Linked DNA regions of Oncorhynchus mykiss: region 1 is linked to region 2. A link is a contact called in public Hi-C data. All regions are on one chromosome and are shown on one strand. The core of a region is the stretch at or near the end of the contact, and the rest is flanking DNA. Distances in the headings are between cores, read along the strand shown. Region 1 holds the start of LOC110501663 (ganglioside-induced differentiation-associated protein 2). Region 2 holds the start of LOC110501661 (mannosyl-oligosaccharide 1,2-alpha-mannosidase IB).

Evidence for each region. A called contact is a pair of places that touch in the nucleus more often than the background predicts.
Region 1: a contact with region 2 is called in a Hi-C map of liver, with 5 times the contacts expected there. The contact joins the promoter of LOC110501663 here to the promoter of LOC110501661 in region 2. A contact is called at or near these places in 2 of 3 Hi-C or Micro-C datasets (blood and liver).

Annotation. Positions count from the first base shown.
Region 1 is chr22:27,185,564-27,188,504 of USDA_OmykA_1.1, reverse strand. It overlaps LOC110501663 (ganglioside-induced differentiation-associated protein 2), which reads left to right and starts at 1,668. Exons shown (of 14, transcript XM_021579372.2): 1 at 1,668-1,906.
Region 2 is chr22:26,991,151-26,994,178 of USDA_OmykA_1.1, reverse strand. It overlaps LOC110501661 (mannosyl-oligosaccharide 1,2-alpha-mannosidase IB), which reads right to left and starts at 1,444. Exons shown (of 15, transcript XM_036959013.1): 1 at 1,223-1,444; 2 at 505-561.

The sequences.
Region 1 (2,941 bases), core at 419-2,918, 190 kb before region 2:
TCAAACACAGTTGGTCGAACACAAACACATAAGCACACATGGATGTCTCTCAAATTTCAGAAAGGCAGATACGACAATGCGTATATTAAAAACATGTGTTACCTGAGTATTGTACTTATGGTTGTTTTGCAATATATGAAACTAACGATCAATCACATGGACTTTTATATGTATCCATTACTTTAGTCTGTATAATGGGTATTGTGTTGTTGATTTACAGAAAATATCTCCTCAGCCATATATTTGACCATATCTAAATGCCCAAATTTACCGACAATATATAAAACTCTCGAGGATTTACATACAATTCCAACCGCTCCTCTGAGTGGCGTTGGCCTATGCGTATTACACAAATGTTGTGATTTATCGTGACCCTAACCATTATTCCGTAATATTTTTGTTGTGTGTGTGTCTTCTACGGAGGGATAGGTGTGTTATTTGTCGTGATCAAAGATTTAATTTCATATTGACAAGATAGTCGAGTGACCACTCTAACAATGGAAATACATGTCCTCAAATATGGAAGACAGGCGGGAGGAGGCGAGATCAGGTGGGACCATTCTAGCAAGACAGTACAGTATGAAGCAATATTTGGTTTGGGGTCCTCTCACCTCGAGGTAAAACATTTCAGTGGCCCCCCTCGTGACGGTGGTGAGAAAAGTTTTAAAGTAAATTTCCTAAAATTCTACACATTTTGCCTTGGGGCATAGAGAAAATGTTGCAGTTTTAAAGGCCCAGTGTAATCAGAAACGTGATGTTCCTGTTTTTATATTTCCACACTATGAGGTTGGAATAAAACTATGAAATTGTGAATATTATGTTTAGTGTAAGAGCTGTTTGAAATTTCAGCCTGTTGGTGGGATGGATTATTGGGCTTCCATAGAGTTCATAGCACGTTTTCTACAATTCTACACATTTTGCCATGGGGCGGAGAAAAAAAATAGCAGGTACAGATAATTTCCTACAACATCTGTAGCCATGAAATGCTTTGAACACATCAACACCATCATCCCAGACACCCTGGGCCCACTCCTACTCACATCCTGCCTCAACAGACCCACAGATGACACCATCTCTATTGCACTCCACACTGCCCTTTCCCACCTGGACAAGAGGAACACCTATGTGAGAATGCTGTTCATTGACTACAGCTCAGTGTTCAACACCATGGTGTGAAACATGATCAAAAGCTTTTAAAAAAACAACGTTATTTAACTAGGCAAGAACAAATTATTAGTTACAATGACGGCCTACCCTGTGCACTGCCCTATGGGACTCCCAATCACAGCTGGTTGTGATAAACCTGGAATTCAACCTGTAGTCTGTAGTGACTCCTCTTGCACTGAGATTCAGTGCCTTAGACTGCTGCGCCACTCAGGAGCCCACACTGCATTGGTGTTGGGATAAATGCTCTGACTCTGTAGTTAATATATACATTTTTAAAATGTAACTTTTATTTAACTAGGCAGGTCAATTAAGAACAAATTCTTATTTACAATGACAGCCCTACATTGGCCAATTGTGCACCATCCTATGGAACTCCCAATCATGGCCGGTTGTAATACAGCCTGCATTCGAACCAGGGTGTCTGTATTGACGCCTCTAGCACTGAGATGCAGTGCCTTAGACCGCTGCGACGTGCATCAATCACTACTTCGCGGTCTTGTTTGAGTAGACAGATTTTGGGCAGAGTGAACCCTCTCGCTTCGCGTCTTCCTCTCTGTCGCGAATCAGCTGATCAGGAACTCACCAAACTGTAGTAAACGTGACAGTACGATGGGAATTGGCTATATCAAATCGAGTTTTGCCATGTTTGGGATGTTAAGAACATCTGTATTCTTCGCTTTTTGTAATTCAGTCATGCTCGGAGTCGACAACTAATAGATTCGTGGACAAAAGAAAACGGGTAGGTGTAACATTTTCTCCTGTAGCTTCCTGATATATAGATACATCTTTAAATTATTTTCCATTTTCGGCATGCTACTATTTTCTGCCGTGCTAGCAGATACATTTGCGAATCAAAGTAAAAAAGAAGGCAAATGCTACACTGGGAGTGTGATGGTCAGCTGAGCTCGAGCTCCATGGTTGGTGATTATGACATATTTAGTTTTTTCATAATTAGATGTTTTCCCATATTTATCCATTAAAATTGAAATACCTTAATATGAGTAGTCGCACAAGCAAAAACACTGTGGGAAATGTGAGAGGAATACCATTGTTCGTCAAGTGTATTTGACCCATGCTGCAGTCAACAAAAATATATATCAACTAGCTATGTTTATCTTCATTCTGCATTTCAATACGTCCTTATGGTGCTTTTGAATTCCCTGTCTGTTTAGGTTCACTTCATGGTAATGCCCTCCCCTCTCGTGCCATAAGCTCCAAAACAGAACTGTTCCTAGAACGCGGCCAGTCTAATGTTAGACAGAGGCCCTCAGTCATAGGTGTTGACATGGTATGTAGTTAGCTGATAGTCTCGAAAACACAATCTTAAATAGCTGCAGGTTCTGGGAAAAAAAGGAGCCAGACCTTCCTTGCCTGTTTCACCCAATTTTCTTTAACTGCCACCTAACCTCACACAAGTGCATTCATTATGTGAGGCTTCATTTTCAGGCTGTATACTAGAGGTTAGAAGTACTGAAGACGGGATGGTTTGTTACTGTCTTGACTCTAGACACTGGAAGCTATTTTACAACTGTCAGTCAAAGCCTTTCTTTGATTGTGCAAAAATGCTTTTGCTTTACAAAATGTTTTTTTTATATTGCCAAGCTTACTTAATTATGAACACTGAAACACCCATGTAATCACCAATTGTGACTGTCTGTTTTTCCTTGTCATAGATGCTTATTTTGAGGTTTTTTTTCAGTTAAAAACAAACTCTTATTTACAACGACGGCCTACACCGGCCAAACCCGGGCCAATTGTGTGCCGCCCTATATGA
Region 2 (3,028 bases), core at 195-2,694:
CAGTCAGAATAATCATCACAAAATATAACAATGAGGCTTTTAAGTCAGTAACACCAAATCATTAACCTTACAAAAGACCTAGGAACCTGCACATCTGACTTTGGGAGTAACTGTATTTTGAATAAACACAATATGTTAGTCCATAAGGATTAACTGCCCATACAGAATGTACTGTATTCATTGAACGCAATTATAAAGCAAATGGAAACGTTTCCAAGGAGAGTCGGCAGACCTTTATGTCAACCCGGTTTGAAAAGGGAAAGATACTTTCAGGTAGGCAGGCTAAAGGTTACATCAAATAGTGATACGTAGCTAGATGATGGCAAAATCACCTGCGTGAGCGCGTGATACCATCACAACATCAATGCACATCACCTCCACTTATCAATGATATCTAATGCGGTACATATTTCCATTGCAGTACCTAATATAATAGTGTAATTGTAAGCAAAGTCACACTTAAAAATATTTAATAAGCATAATTGTAGAGGAAACAAATCTTACCGTGCAAATTCTGTCATTCTGATCCATGTTCTTTGGTTGTGATCCGAACACTATGAGCTGGATAAGCAACGACAGAATCAAAACCAACTCGAAATGTTTTGTTAATGCCCAACTAACACATATTGTAAGTTAATTTAACAGGACAGTTATTAGGCTTTCAAATAGTGAAACATTTTAATCAGATATTGTCGCATCCTCGACAAGGTTCTAATACAGAGATACATTCTCCCTTGACCATTTCAATAGTAGCAAAATAAGTGTTCAAATGACAACTAGCTAGCTACTTATGTTCCTGTTAAATTATGTGGTTAAAAATCGGTCTTGTCTTGCTAATTTGTATGAATATTCCCAATATCCTGTATTTTATCAGCTTCCTCACCCGGGCCTGCGTCTATCGCGCAGCGTCTCCACAGAATACCAAATTCATCCACTGAATTGACAGGCTTGGCTAGCCATCTAGCTAGTTAAATTACTAATGGAGAAAAGCAATAACATTAACTTAGCTAGCCGATTAAACACATATATGTGCACCCGCAATATTGTATTGTAATATTAGCTAGCTACGTTTCTCGGATATGTTGAGGTTAGGAAAAGAGTTGGCCTGCTAAAGACTGCGCCTTTTTCTGTAAAGGCATCTGGCTAGCTAGCTACTGTTAGCAAGCTGGCTAGCTATCCTCCGGAGGCAGTCCGTTACGATATTTCGCCGCTGCTGCATCACCTCAATAATGCCTTTGAGTAAATCGGTGACAGACATGCATCCTAGTCCACCGTTTCCAAATAGCCGTGTTCAGAAATGTATTCGGGTAACTCGCTATCTATGATTTCATTTTGTAGTTTTGCTTTCCCTTTGCTCATTTCATTCTTGATAGCTCTACAGCTCTCTAAATAGCTAGCCTCTGTCAAGGGATGTTGATACTGCTGCAACTCTACAACGAACCACGGCTCCTCCCACAATCTCGAACATCGACTACCCAGCCTGGTACATTTAGGGAGCGTCTATCAATTACAAAAGTATTTTTGCAACGTGTTTTATTTGTATTTATTTAAACTTTATTTAAATAGGCAAGTCAGTTTTGCAACGTGTATGTCTGTGTGATTTAGCACTGACTGTACTTTGTAGCTAGTCCTTGTATTAAAAATATATTTGTATTGCATGTGAAAGACTACAATGCACAATGGCTGAATATGGATCTAGCAATTAGTGCTTTGCAAGGTAGCCCAGTTCAGTGTTTCCCAACCAGAGATCTACTTGGCCTATCCACGGGGAGTATGAGGCTCATGAGACCATTGGTTTACTGGTCAAATGAACATGAGGGTTCGGGATGGAAATTCATTCACTCCATGAAAAATAAATAACATTTTTGATACAATATCAACATTTCAAGATAGTAGAACATACTTATATGAAATGTTTCTTCATTTGTAATATTGCGTGGTGCTTTCAGAGGTGGCACCACATATAAATAAATCAGCTGTAAAACAGTTTTATATGGGCTATGATGGGACCAGATTTTTTCTAATCTGGTCATGGTTTTATAAAAAACTAGTCAACAACTGAGATTGGACAATATAACTAACAGGGCTGAGCTTGCTTTATGCAGGGTTGCATCATGTAGGCCTTTGCATCTGTAATTTAAAAGTTACTCACACAGTATGTCATGACTTTTCTGTTGATTGATTCATTCCAGTAAATAATTTTGGATTGATAAATCTAGGTAGTTTAGCCAACCAAAGTTTGAATTTAAACCAAATTTGATCACATTTTCTCTTCACACAAATAAATAGCCCTAATTTAGGGTATAAATATATAGTTTAGCCTATGAATACATGATGTTACCACTTCGTTTCCAATGGCCAGAGGGGATCAGAGCACATAGGCTTCTCTAGGCTATCTGCAGCTGATCAAACTGAAGATCGGATTAATTGTGCATGAGTTTTCAACCCTTTTGTGTCAATATTTTTTAGCAAACTGAATCAAAAGTGTTGGGGCAAATGTCGGCAGCACTGCTTTCCTGATCTCTGCAACGTGGATAGATGGAAATTGCCACACAATGCTTCAGATTATGAAACATATCCTATATGTATGTTCTACCATCTCGAAAGGTTGACTTAATATCAAACATTTTTTACTCAGTATTAAAATTAAAATGATGGCAAGAATGAGCTTCAATAGTTCAGGGGTACTCAGGGCAGAGAAATTGAGTTGGTGGTACAGTAACCTAAAAAGGTTGGGAACCATTGGCCTAGTCCTGGAAATTCCAGACCTAGGGCCCTAGGGCAACATTGTTAACATTGTGGGAGACAACCCATCTGCCTAGGGAGACTATTTGCAAGGCCTTCAGTTAAGGGCAAGGGAATTATGGGAAAGTAGATGTTTTTTTAAGTGTCGAAAACGACATTGTAATTGTGTAGAAAGACATTTAGTGGCACATGATCCTAGATCCTATAAAATACACTTAGCAAATGCACTCTCTTGTTGCCTACCATTGGGCAACAGCGCACAGTCAATTATCTTCAGTCTGTC